2 separate regions of the Zea mays genome follow, and region 1 is linked to region 2. The links are chromatin contacts, called in public Hi-C maps. All regions are on one chromosome and are shown on one strand. Each heading gives the region's core, a stretch centred on a gene start, on an enhancer-like site or on the middle of the called end of the contact. The rest is flanking DNA. Distances are from core to core; before and after follow the strand shown.

Region 1 (7,062 bases), core at 4,529-7,028, 48 kb after region 2:
CTTTAGGCCTTCTTCAGTTGACTCGGAATGGAAATCCCCATTTATTCAATTTTGACTAGAGAGATTTAATCTCCTCTGATCACTTTCGAGACGCAACCGAACAAACCCTTGTATGGCAGTGAAAGTGAAAAGGCATCAAACCACACTATGGATAGGGATGACAATGGGTATGGGTATGATTAAATAATCATGGATAATTATCCATTTAATATGAGTACGGTGGAATTTGGTATCCGTGGGTACAGTTATGGATATAATAAGATATCCACGAATTCTTTTTGCGGGTATGGATATTCAGTATCAATACTCGTTACCAAATGGATATCTGGCATGTGGGCCATCCAGATTTAATATATTATCTTAAATTCTCTTTTTTTTTCAATTTTTATCCATGGCATGTTGTTTGGTGCTAAAATTATCATTTGATGCTGCTGAATGATAATTATTTTTGAAATGTGATAAAATTATTGTTTGATGTTGAATGCTAAAATTGTAGTGGGTATCGTGGTAGTGGTGCCTGCCAGTATTCCAATGAGGGGAAAATGATGATGGCACTTGGGTGAGGCGACTCAAGCCAGTGCTCCAAAAGAACAAAACTATGCATACAGGAAGGGGGGCACACCGTTGTGGGGATGTCAGAGACTCCATTCATTCGGAGGCACAGTTTGTCAATGTCACCAAAGGCCTATGTAGCTTTTGCAGACTTTGTGTTGTGTCATTGTGTGTCTTCTTCATTGTCGCTGCATGAAGTCGTGGACAAACTTTCATGGAACCTCTTGAGCCCAGGAAGGGTAAAATAAAGTTCTTGCCTGGTATGCACAATATACTACTCTATCCGTACAAAAGAATATGGTTCTAACTTTGAACCAAATCAAACTTTATAAAATCTAACTGAATTTATAGAAAACAACACCAGCTTTTTATATCTTCATACGCATTTACTATAAAAATATATTCTATCGTTGATTAAATGATGATGCACTTCTGGTGTCATAAATGTCAGTGGTTTTCTGGTATAAATTTTAATCAGATTGAGACTCTTTGACTCTTTAATAAAAAGCAAGATATTTTTTTTGGACGGAGGGAGGGAGTAGTACATGTGAAGATATAAAATTTTATGAGAGTTTGGTAAGTTAATGACCTTTCACCATATCTGACAGCTACTGACCTAGTGTCCACCAATCATCCAAGTAGGCAGTGAGAAAACATTGCGAACCAGAGCAGCCAGGGAACACATCGCAAGCTCAAATCTTGAAGCCAATGCCAGTTCACGTGAAATCCGAGGGAATCTGCCCGCACGCCACTGTGCCACTTACTTGCTGGACAGAGATCCGTAGTTTAGCAGCGCCACGCATCGGACACAGCACCATGCAACTATAAGATTAGGAGCCATGTTACCCAAGTGATTAGGATAGTCAGAGAGGACAAAAAAATGCTTAGGGGAACCTTTGACCAGCTTAAGGCTCCGGCCAGCTGAGCTCCCTTGAATGCTGATCAAGGACACAGCAACGCCTCCCAGGTGGGGGAAAAAATAAAAGGAAGTGCTTGTGCAGCGTGAGTGCGTCCTCTTGTGGATGGGCGTAACTGCACAGCAGCTGGTCCTGCACTTTACAAAGCCTTGCGCAGCCATGGGTTTACCAGGAGCTGTGTCAGCCTCTTGCTTGACTGGCCCGGCCCCCCTTGGTTGCCTTTTGCTGTTCATCTTGCTTGACCAGTCCAGTGTACTCTTGCACTTCCTCCCCCTCATCCCTTGGTGCCTCACACTGCCTGCATCTCAGATTTGGACGCCCCATTTCCATCATGCTTGCTGCACCTGCAACCATGTATTCTATCTACATTCATGGTATGATTTGCAACATCGTTGGTCAAAAGCAAGGTAAAATTTGACAAACAAGGAATGAAACGAAAATGGATTTGGCACCGAGGAAAAACCACCATTTATATATGTACATACACAGCTCTTACTAAAGTGTGACGAGAAGAGATGATTAAGGATTAAAAGAAAAGAAAAGAAAATCGACCTACTCCCATAGGTACATAACATCTTCAGCTTTGCGAAGCTACAAGGGAAAAAAAAACTTCTGTCTTGTACCGTCAGAAGGGAATGCTAAGCTCAAGAAGATGCTTCGAATGGTGTCCTGACCAACTGATTCCTACGGGCGTTTTTTTGATTTTGTTTTTTTGCATCTGAGATCTGACTGACCGTGTAGCTGCCGCTCGGCCCTGGGCAGGAACCAAGGGCAGCTTCTCGCGTGTCGGTGGGCCTTGCTCTAGTCCTTCTCCTCCTTGTCTTCTTTCAGGGTCGTCATCTCCACGTCGCCAAAACACGCATCATCCACGGCGACCGTGCATGCTGAGGTCTTCGAGTCCACAGCCGAACTGGCCTGCATCTCCTTGAACATCGCCATGACTTTAAGCATCGTCGGGCGCTTGGATGGTCGGTCATCCAAGCACGCACAGGCGATTTTCAGGTGCTCTAGTAGCTCGAGCTCCAAGGCCGGATCCTCCACCAGTAGTACAGGGTCAAACAGATCTGCCAGCTTCGACTTTGAGTGTTGTTTGACCCATCCTACGAGATTGTTGTCCTCGCCGAAGTCGGTTGAATCTGTAGGCGGTTTCCCAGTGAGCAGCTCGAGCAATACAACGCCATAGCTATACACATCGCCCTTGGTAGTGCATCTGAAGCTCTGGTAGTACTCTGGCGGCACGTAGCCTGGAGTGCCGGCGAGAGTGGACACGCTCAGGTGGGTATCCACCACGCTCATCATCCTTGCCATACCGAAATCGGATACCCTTGCCTCTAACTGCTCATCGATAAGCACATTGCTTGACTTCATGTCTCGGTGTATGATGTGCGGTATACAGTTGTGGTGGAGGTATGCCAATCCCCTTGCAGCCCCAATGGCGATCTTTTTCCTTGCTGCCCAATTTAGCTTGATCCCGATCTTTTTTCGGTCATGCAACACGTCTTCCAAGCTGCCAAACCTCATGTAATCATAAACCAACAGCCGCTCCTCGCCACACTTGCAGTAGCCAAGGAGCGGAACAAGATTGCGGTGTTTGATCCTCCCGATGGTCTCCATTTCTGCTGTAAACTCCCGGTCACCTTGGCCACTCACATGTATAAGCTTCTTGATTGCAACAACCTTTCCATCCTTGAGCTGGGCCTTATAGACATCCCCAAAACCACCAGACCCGATTTGGCTATCATTGTGGAAGCCATTCGTTGCCACAATAAGATCATTAAAAGTTAGCTTCTGCAGTCGCTTCTCAAATGCAGCGAGGTTGACGCTGAGAGCATTAGTACCAGAGAGTCTCCAATTGGAATTCATTGTCCCAGAATGTGACCGGCTATCAATGTATATGTCACGGGAGGTACTTGCCTCTTCATTGATCTGCTTCCGCTTCTTGCACTCAATGGCTATGATGACAATACCAACTATACAGAACAGCGAGAACAAGAGTCCCATAGCAACACTACCTGCGAGCGAAGCCTGGGTCCGGTGGGATCGATGGTCACCTGAAGAACTTGAGCCAGCATTGTGCCCACATGGCAACAGTGGGAAGCCACAAAGACCAGAGTTATTCTCATATGAAATCCTCGGGAATGTGAACAGCGAACCCAGCTCTGGAATTGAACCATTCAGCTGATTATTTGAAAGGTTGATCTCCGACAAGGACAACGTTGAGAAGGAGTTGGGAATAGGCCCTTGTAACTGGTTGTGTGACAGGTCAAGTACCGCAAGCTTCTTGGCACCAGCTAGTTCTGGTGGGATGACGCCAGACAGTAAGTTGTGCCCAAGATTCATGATCATGAGGTAGTACATGTTCCCAAGCTCCTTTGGGATCTCCGAGTCGAGTTGATTAAATGACAAATCCAGAAATATCATGGATCCATTCTTATTGAAGGTATACTCTGTGCTCCCCATGTACACCCGAGTGAAGTTGCACAGCTTCTTGCTTGGCATCCGGCTGAGCTCTTCAGGCCGAATGCTGGTGAACTCTAGCAAGCTCCCCTTGCCATGGCACTCGCTGCTCAGCTCGTCATTTCGAAGATACACATATGGCCGCCCAAGGACAAGGCCGACGTTCATCTTCCCAGACTGTTTTGCCAGTTCCGCCGGTATTGACCCTTTAAGCTGGTTACTGTTCAAGTCCAGCCAGACCAAGCTCTGGCAGTTGCCAAGCTCAGCCGGTATTGGCCCCGAGAAGGAATTGTTGCTCAGCTTCAAGATGGCCAAGTTGCTGAGCTGCCCAAGCCAAGCCGGGATCGGACCAGACAGCTGGTTGCTCGCCAAGGATATCCAGTTCAGCTCCTTGCACTTGGAGAGTTCCCGCGGGATGCCACCGGTGAGCCCGTTGTAGTCGAGGATGAGATGCTCGAGCCTGACCAAATTTTCCAGGGACGCCGGAATCTCGCCCTCCAACAAGTTCTGCCACAGAATGAGGTCCCGGAGCTCCCGGAGTTTTCCGAGGGATGCGGGAAGGGTGCCGTTGATGTTGTTGAGGCTGAGGTCGAGAGATTCGAGCTTGGTGCAGTTGGAGATTGACTCCGGGATGGCGCCGGAGAGGTAGTTGTTCTGGAGGTACAGCATGCGGAGGCTGGAGTTGGGGCCTTGGCAGATGGACGAAGGGATGGTGCCGGAGAAGGTGTTGGAGCTGAGGTCCAGCACGTCGAGCTCCGGCAGCGCTGCCAAGGAGTCCGGAATGGTGCCGTTGAAGTGGTTGAAGGAGAGGGACAGCACCTTGAGCTGCCGTAGTTCGTTGTAAGCGTCGGCGGGGAGCTCGCTGGAGAAGTTGTTGTTTGACAGGTTTAGCGCGGTGAGAGCGGTGAGGGCGGCGACGTCCGGCGGGAACGGGCCGACCAGGTGGTTGCCTGAGAGGTTGAGCGTTCTCAGGCCACGGCAGTCAGCGAGAATCCCGCCGGCTACCTCGCCCGCGATGAGGTTGCCGGAGAGGTCGAGGTACTCAAGCCCAGAGCAGTTGGTGAGCTCTGGGAGCCGAGAGATCTTGTTCCCGGAGAGGTCCAGACGGCGGACCGCGCCGACGCCGGCGCCCACCATCCACCGGAGGTCGCCATCGCCGGAGATCTTGTTGTCGGACAAGTCGAGAGCGTCTAGCCGGCCAAATCCGGAAGAAGCGACAGCGCCGGCAGACCTCGGCCCACCGACCGAACCGCCGGAGAGGTTCAGAGCGCTAAGGCCGGTGCAGGAAGCGGCCAGCGCCTCGACGTCGGCGACGGTGCCCCGCAGGCCGGCATTCCCTGACAGGTCGAGCGACTGCAGCTTGGCCCCGCACCTCGGCGCGGCGGCCAGCGCGCCGCTGACGTTGGTGCCGCGCAGGCTGAGCGTCTCGAGGCTGCTCAGCTGCAGCAGGGTGGCCGCGACGGCCCGGAAGTCGGCATTGAGCGGGACGGCGGCGAGCGACAGCGACGTGAGGCGACCGCCCCTGCAGCCGGCGCCTGGGAACCTGCAGGCGCCATCGCTGGCGCTCCACCCGCGCAGGTCCGGGGCCTGGCTAGGCACGGCCTCCTTGAACTGCTCCAGCAGCTGGGCATCGTCGCCGTCGGAGGCGGTGGCCGCCACGACGACGACGAAGAGTGCCACTACAGCGACCAGCACCAGCCCCGGAGATTCCATGAGCTAGCGCGCTACCTTATAAAACCATTAAAGAAGCGGGACGGCGACGGGGGAGGAGCCGACGAGATGGTACGGGAGGGAGGGAGAGGTGGGGAGGAGATGGTGAGTGCAGGAGGGAGGTGGGGGAGTGTGGAGAATGGGCTGCTATACCTAGAGAGAGAAGCACAAGGAAGGAAGAAGCAACAGTGAAAGAGAGGGAGAGTGGAGGAGACGGGAGCAAATTAACAGCTGTAGGTGAGGGAAGGGAGTGGTGGTGGGGTCACGTCACATGGCATGTGCCCTGCTCTTGCCTGCTCGCCCTCATCTCGAATCGCTGCCCTAATTAACCCGAGGGCCGATGGAGATTAGTAGTATTCTAACCACAGCGCTTATCCGCAGCCCGCGGCGAGGTTAATCCCGATCGGATCCGACGGCGGTGGCAGCCCCGATCGGGGCAGACGGTGTCCTGCTCGAGGCGGGGTCACGTGCCGTCGGGCGCGGCCTCCGGGGCTCGTCAATCCGCGCGCCACTCCACCCACGGGGGGCATCCGGGCATGGACAGTTTGGGGAATTCGGGAGCTCATGGTCCGAGCAGGCGGGATCCCTGGCGGGCGGACCGCGGGCGTGGAAGAAGGCGGACGCGTGTGCCGCGTTGCTTCGCCGAGGGTTTTTTGTCTTCAACTCCCGTAGCGCGCGAGTGGGCTGGTAGTGGATCCGATCCGGCGGCAGCGTGCGTGCGTGCGTGCGGTCGACGCAGCGCCCTGTCGTGACGAGCCCGTGCAACCTTTCCGGTGTGAGCCGAGCGTGTGTCATCATGATGGCGAGGCCGTGAGAGATGGACAAGTTCCCGTTACGCCGGCAGCTGATTGTCTCTGTGTTTGATCGGCGCGGCACTGCCAGCAGGCAGGAGTGTCAAGACCAATTGGGCATGACGATTTGGGCTGTACTAAACCATCGACCCGTTCAAAATCTTAGTGTATGTTTGGTTGTACGTATAAGAAGTGACGACCATTATTTTTTATAGTGTTTGAATGAGTCACGCGGAGGTGATATAAACACCGAAGTATTTTTTTGGTGCCGGCGTGGTTTAAAAAAACGAGTGGACGATGTCGTCCCCGACTCATCCTACTTATACCTCAAACTAATTATATTAGAAGACGTATATCCTATGTCAGAACAGTGGGCTTTTAGGTTTGAAGGACCAAAGCTGAAGTGAAAAAGAAAGTACTTGCAGGAGGTCAAAAGAATGATCAGACTGTGAAGAGTTATGTTGTGTTGAAGATCAAAACATTAGAAGACATTATTTAAAGTCATCAACTTAACACATACATATTGTGATGGTTCAAGTCATAAGGCTCAATGTTTGCTAGCTCAAGTGATGTGCATGGTCCCAAGTTCAAGCTAAAGGTATCAAAGACAGAACTTCGAAGGGCTCATTTGTTGT
Region 2 (7,299 bases), core at 1,681-4,180:
TCTACTCTAAATTTATACTCTAAAAGAAATATTCTATCCTCATCATCAAGATTCTCTACCCTATATCATAATCTACTGCAGTCATATTTACTCCATACACCAACTCTATACCAATCACCACATATATTATATATCTTTTTTTTGTCCCCTACTGCCACACCGGCTGATGGCGCTCGGCACCGTACCTGCTGCATGGACGTGTGGACTGATAGAGTAAAAAAGCATCGACGCTGTAAATAGCGTTTTGTTTGCCCCCATAAGTTTACAGCTACCTATAGAGTACTCCACTGCAGTAAAATTTTACTCTATACCTAGCCTTATATTGGTGGTGTCTTCTTTACAGTATATCACTGCGGGTAGCCTTAGTTCTTTTAAATCAAATTAGGTTTATACAAAAAAACAATATTATGGCTAGTTTAGGAACCCCATTTTTCCAATGAAATTTTATTTTCCCAAGTAAAAAATGAACTAATTTTTCTTGGGACGATAAAAATACCATAGGAAAATATGGTTTCCAAACTAACCCTTAACATATGTATCTCAAAACAAGTTTGCTATTAACCTCTAGTACTGCTAGAGGTAATTAACCTCTAGCTCATGTGGCGACAACAATTTCACGGTGGTCGACCTGGGGCCCTTATTGTTGTTGCATTATCGCAATTAGACTCTTTGTCGAGTAATTTACCAAGTGTTTTTTTTTCAGCAATGAAAGAAAATTTGACGTGATAGCGTTTTCCTTCTCGACGGCAGCAGCCAGCAAACCCGCTGGCGCTGGCAAAATCTCCTGAACCACCATCCACTTCGGAAGGAAAAAAAAAAGGCCGCGCTCGCTCGAGATCTTTTCCATTTTCCACGTCGTGTGTTGGTGCCGAGTCCTGATGATCTACCTTGCCAGATGTGGTCACTAGTGGTTCAAACAAATCATTCCAGGCGTACGTCGACAAATACTTAATTCTTCACTTTCTTTCCTCGCCTGCTGATTGCTGAAGATGTTGGAGTACTGTGAGCGGATGAGGCGCGGGTACTGATCCCTGGTGTAGCGGCAGCGACACCTGCGAGATCTTTTGCACGCCATGACAAGCTGCTGCCCAGCCCATCCATGATCCATTCACAGTACTGTACGCGAGATCTGAACAGATGCATCATGCATGAACCGAGAGCGACCGAAAACCACCAGTGCAGTGTTATTATTACGTTCAGCAGTCACACCGACAGCTAGGGCTGGAAACGAGCCTAGCCGAGCTCGGCTCGGCTCGGCTCGGTGCAGCTTGTTGGCTGATCTAGCTCGGCTCGGCTCGGCTCGACCATTTCACGAGCTGAGGAACCAGGCTCGGCTCGGCTCGAAGGCGGCTCGCGAGCCGGCTCGACTCGGCTCGCGAGCCACACCCTGATATTATTTAATTGTATTATATAGTGAATTATTAGTATATAAATGTGAAATATAAAATATAATTCATTATTATGAGGAATCCAAATTATTAATTGTCATATATCTATCATGAAAGCTAAGAAATAAATTGATAACCTATAAAACTAGCCAATATCCACCAGTATTATACATATTAAGTAATTTGACAGAGCTCGCGAGCCGGCTCGCGAGCCAGCTCGGCTCGGCTCGCTACGGGAACGAGTCCAAAAGGCAGGCTCGGCTCGGCTCGCTCGAGGCTCGCGAGCCGCTCCGAGCTCGAGCCGGCTCGCGAGCCTCGAGCTTATTTTCCAGCCCTACCGACAGCGACGAAAAAAGAAGCTAGCTTCGGCAGCGCTACACTACACAGCCTACAGTGGCCAGTGGGTTTAGTGGCACGCGCGTTATTCCAAGATCGTGGTGGCATCACAATTCGCAGGATAAAGTTCATCGTGATATACCGAACAAGAATTGGAGCAAAACTGTGGGGTAGGTTTGACAAGAACAAGAAATATCTTGAGCGTTTTTGGACCGTAGTTCTGTTCTTTCGTAGGAGGCCTCGATGGATGTTGAGGCATAGAACTTCTCAAAGGCCCAGCAGGCCGTGGCCCGACGCAGGAGGCGCATGGATAACGAAAATGGGCGGCTTGTGTTGGATAAAGAGGCCGAAAGGTTAGGGCAACGCCAGAAGCCTTTTAGACATGTTGATGTTGTTGGAGAAATTGCAAATTTGGGCATAAAAATTGGCTTTTCTATGAGGCTCCAAAACTATAGTATTTCATCTATGTATATAGGCTTCCATTCACTCTGTTGGACCGCGCGTCATGAGTTTTTTCCACTGCAAGCTAGACGAAACTGTTATGAAACCCTAATTAGAATTAGAATTATGTGGACAAATACCGTCCCATGAGGGTCTCACTTCATCTATATAAATAACATGCACCCCTTCGTAATAAGATATAGAAGAGAAAGATGTCAGACGTCTAACCATACATCACGTGTCTCGTGTGCTCTCTATCGTGATTCTGAAAAGGGAGATAGGTCTTTCACATCTTTTTGCGTCTAATTTGTTGACGGAAGGGAAGGAAACAGATCTGGTGATCCGTGATAACGTAGTTCTCAATATGATATCATCACGTTCTACCTCGATGTTGTTGTGGATCCGATCGGCACCGACTCTCTACCATATCGGCAGGTCTAACCTTGCCGAATTGTCCTACTATACACGACAACCTTCCCTTCCGTTTGGTGATCAAGGAATGTGGTATGAAATCTCTAGTGAACGATTTACTTTTGTTGACGGTAAACAAAGCATCGTAGTGAGCGAATGAAGCGCTGGCACTGATCCCTGGTGGCGGCAGCGACATCTGCGAACGAGTGCACAGACACAAACAGCTGGGTGCACGCAAGTTGAGCCACCCTGCGGACATTTGAGGTCGCCGAGACAGGTCATGTGACGACAGTGTGGATGGACGCATGGATCGATCCGAGAGCCTGGGGAGTGGGGAACGCCCAGTCCAGGCGTTACCTGGGCTGCCGCACGCGCTGCAGCCTGCAGGCCTGGGCTTTGCGTGTGTCTCTCGCGCTCTCGCCATGTGCGGTGCGCTTTCAGTATCCGGCGTGTTTGCCGTGTGGGAGGGAGTCGCACCGTCAGACTTGTTCTCTCCATCCCCATCTCAGAAGACAGACTCCTCCATCGTCCATCCGCATCTCAGAAGACAGCAGACTTCTCCATCGTTGTGAAGCCAATAATGCGAGGGGGTTGCCCTTGCCGCCCGCCTGCTGGGCTGGGCCAGAGAGAGAGTTTTCGCGCGACGCGACGACATCGCCGCCGACATGCATTGAGTTGTTCGGTATCAGATGGGCAGGGGCAACAGTTTTGCTTTTTGTTTATCTCTTGTCGTCAGTCCTCGCCTCCTCCTGCCTCCTCTTCGTAACGACAGGCAGCAGACCCAGACCGATGCAGGCGCATGCACAGTCGTCACCTGCCTGCCAACGCTGGGCGTACAGGTGGGAAGTGGGAACTGCGATCAGCAGTTCAGCACCAAGGAGGAACTGGAGAGGTGCGGATTGTTATCTCTCTTCTGATCTTCTCCACGGTCAGGACGAAGAACACACGAGTCGTGAGCTGTGACCTGACCCTAATCTAAGCATGCATGCATGCTACTCTACTCACACTGGCCGCTGCTTTCAGCCATCAGGTAGCAGCGAGCATCCAATCCAATGACTCTAAACCCATCGGGCGTCTTGGCCTGATTGATTGGAATGGAACGGGACGGGAGGAGGGGGAGTCGTCTGCGTCCATCTCATCACTCCAGTGAGGAGTTCTCAGCCACGCAAGTTCGTCCGTCATCTGTCATGCATGCCCATCATCATATCGACCGGTGCAGGACGTGGCTCATACCATTAGAGATTTGGAGAATTCCGATAAGACCTCGTTCGATTATTCCTATTATATATGGATTGGATGAGATTAGAAAAAATTTAGAAAAATTTAAAAGAACTTTAACTTGTTTGTGATTTAAACTCATCTAATCCCACTCAATCCATATGAATTGAAAGCTAACCGAACAAGGCTTAAGGGTTAGTTTATGAACTCTATTCTATCATAAGATTCATATTTTTCTAAAATAAAATGAACTAATTTCTCTTAGAAAATAGAAACCTCTTGAAAAAAATACTGTTCCCAAAGTAGCCTAAAAAAGAGCTCCGGCGGTTTTATTAATTAATTTTGGGTTTCTCAAAAATCTGTACTCCCTCCGGTTTCTTATTAGTTGTCGTTTAGGACAACGACACGGTCTCCAAAATATAACTTTGACCAATGTTTTTTGTTAAAATACAAATGAACTCTTAATACATTTATACTTTTATAAAAGTACTTTTTATGATAAATTGGCGCATATAAATATTAGGTTCCAAAACTAAATAACAAAATAGTTATTTATAGTCAAAATTTTATAAGTTTGACTCGAACCTTATCCAAAACGACAACTAATAGGAAATCGCAGGGATTAGGTTGATAGCGCGGTAGCGCCGCAGCCCGCAGCAGAGTGGCGTACTGCGTACGTAGTACCCACCGTCGTCCATTCCGTGCGGTCACCTCACTTCCCATGCATGCATCCGTCTGATCGGGTCCGCGCGAGTCCGTCCAACGGACACGGCTGGCCGCAGGTCGCTCGCTCCAGTACCAGGCGGTCGCGGCCGGTGTGAGCAGTGATCTGACTGATGACTATACATGTCCAAGCGGGTCGGGCCAGGCGGGCGGCCCGGAGCCCGGCACGAAAAAAGCCCGGCACGGACCCGGCCCGGCACGGTGGCTAACGGGCTCGGGCCGGCCCGGCACGGCAGCCGTGCCGTGCTTGGGCCGCAAGTGTAGCACGGCGTGCCTGGCCCGAGCACGACCCGTGTAACCGCCGGCCCGTATAAGGCCCGTCCGGGAGAGAAATATCCTCTCCTCTCTCACTCACTACTCTCATTCTCTCACTGTCTCACACACCGTCGCTCCTCGCTCGTCCCTCTCCAGCTCTCTCCTCTCTTCACCGTCGCTCTCTCTGGCGCCGTCGCTCGTCCCTCCGGTGATCTCTCCGGCTCCGGCTCCGACTCCGGTGATCTCCCCTCTCGCTCTGTCGCTGAAACTGTAAGTCGAATCTGTCTTAACTCGTAACCCTAAATTGGTGTCCGTCGACGGCGACTTTTTTGGTGCTTGCTTGTGTGCTGCTCGGTGCTCCTGAGTCCTGATATAGCTGTTCTCGTGAAGTTCTATTCGGTTATTCCCCTAGATCTAGCATTCTACCTTCACTCTGAAACCCTAACTACTTCGTTCCCCTCTGTCCCGGCCAAGATCCATATTCTGCTCCTATTTTCCTCTCTCAAGCTCAAGCCACGTCCCCTCTGGTGGCCCCTCGCTGGCGGATCCGGTGCTCCGGTCAGTCAGGTGAAACCCTAACTTGTGCTCCTACTTGTTTGGTGCTCCGTGCTCCTACTTGTTTTTATTGTAATTTGTTCTTCCATTTTCTATGTATTGAAGGCCGTTGAGGAGCCGGTGACGCCGTGAGGAGCCGGTCAAAATCCCTAGATGGATGTTGATCCGGCCGCCGAGGCGGCCGCCGAGGCTGAGGAGCATGCACTTGAGGATTACAATGAGCACCTTGATGAGATGGCGTTGTTTGGCCATAATGTGGATGCTGCTGTCAACATCGACGCGGTGGAGCCACAGCCAACACCGACCATGGCCGGGACAGTGACGGGGTCTTCGAGCCCCGCTGCCACTGGTAGTGGTAGCACTGTTCGTGACACCCGATCCAGGAAGAGGCTACCCACTTCCAGAGTATGGTCTGACTTTGATGAGGTAACTGGTGTAGACGACAAAGGTAAGAAGGTAAGGATCTCTGCCATTTGCAAACACTGCAAGACTACCTTGTCTGCTAGATCTTCCTCTGGTACTGGACATTTGCTTAGGCACCAACAACATTGTAAAGCTAAGATTGAGCATGATCGAGCTGGTATAGTACAGTCAGTCCTTAAATTCAATCCTGATGGGTCTGTGCAACGTTGGGAGTATTCAGCTTCAGTTGCACGAATGGAAATGTGTCGGTTGATAGCTAGAGAAGATTTGCCTTTATGTTTTGCCGAGTCTGATGCTTTTCATGAGTATATCACCCGTGCGCATAACCCTAGGTTTGTTAGGTCTTCTAGGCAAACAATTGCTAGAGATTTAATTAAACATTACAATGGACGAATGGAGAGTCTAATTGAAACTTTAAAATCCTCAGTATCTTCTGTGGCACTCACTTCTGATATTTGGTCTGGTAAAGCCAAAGAAGATTACATTAGTGTTGTTGCTCATTATGTGAATTCTGATTGGGGTTTGGAAAAAAGGTTGCTTGGTCTAAGACCTATTGAGTCTGCACATACTGGTTCCAATATTGCTGAACATGTTTCCATGGTTGTAGATGATTATGGCATATCAGATAAAATTTTTGCAATTACATTAGACAATGCTTCATCAAACAAAACTGCCATGTCCCTTCTTCAACCTATGTTCACTGGTTACCTTGACTTTGGTAGCACTCACCAATTTGACTTAGATGATGGTGAAGATTTGAGGTCTATTTTTTTGCATCAAAGATGTGCATGCCACATTATTAATCTTATTGTTAAATCTGGTTTGAAGCGCATGAAGCCTTATCTTAATGATTTCAGAACTGCTATTACTTTCTTGAATGCTTCCAATCAACGTATTGCTGCATATAAAATGGTCTGTTTGAGTCAAGGTGTTCGTCCTCGTAAGTTTGGTGTTGACATGGATGTTAGATGGAACTCTACTTACTTGATGCTTAAGCATGTTGTTCCATACAAAAGCACATTTTCTATCTTTATCCAAAGTAATCATCCATTGAGTTCAGATGGTTCTCCTTTGTTAACAGATGATCATTGGTACATTGCAGATAAAGTGTTGTCTTTTCTTGAACTATTTTATGATTCAACTGTTGCACTGTCTGGTATTTATTACCCCACATCTCCCTTAATGTTGCATCATATACTAAAAATTGGTAGACATCTAAATGCTTTTGAGAATGATCATCTACTTAGGGAAGCCATTATTCCTATGAAAACTAAGTATCTAAAATATTGGAGGAAAATACCAATTCTTTATGCATTTGCTTTCATTTTGGATCCAAGAGCAAAGATGAGGGGGTTTCATAAACTTCTTCTACGATTGGCTAGTCTAACTGGAACTGATTACTCTAGATTTCCACAATCTATTCGTGCTAAGTTAACAAAGACATTTCAGTTGTATGAATGCAAGTATGGTGACACACTCTTGCGTGGACAACATGTATTAGCTAGTGGTAGTGAGTCTAAGGCAAAAGAGGCATGGGATGATATTTATG

What was found. A called contact is a pair of places that touch in the nucleus more often than the background predicts.
Region 1: a contact with region 2 is called in a Hi-C map of tassel, with 4 times the contacts expected there. The contact joins the promoter of LOC103636232 here to the enhancer-like site in region 2. A contact is called at or near these places in 7 of 25 Hi-C or Micro-C datasets (bundle sheath, ear, leaf and 2 more).

The regions. Positions count from the first base shown.
Region 1 is chr8:159,135,283-159,142,344 of Zm-B73-REFERENCE-NAM-5.0, forward strand. LOC103636232 (brassinosteroid LRR receptor kinase) reads right to left here and starts at 5,779. Exons shown (of 1, transcript NM_001322851.1): 1 at 1,935-5,779. The coding sequence starts at 5,639. The coding sequence ends at 2,271.
Region 2 is chr8:159,090,266-159,097,564 of Zm-B73-REFERENCE-NAM-5.0, forward strand. No RefSeq gene overlaps it. Among protein-coding and RNA genes, the nearest start is that of LOC100193403, 16 kb to the left of the region's middle. Within about 2 kb of position 2,931, at least 20 of the 20 cell types and tissues checked have an H3K27ac peak or open chromatin away from gene starts, as enhancers often do. A contact at or near this core is called in bundle sheath, ear, leaf and 2 more, where this site is marked.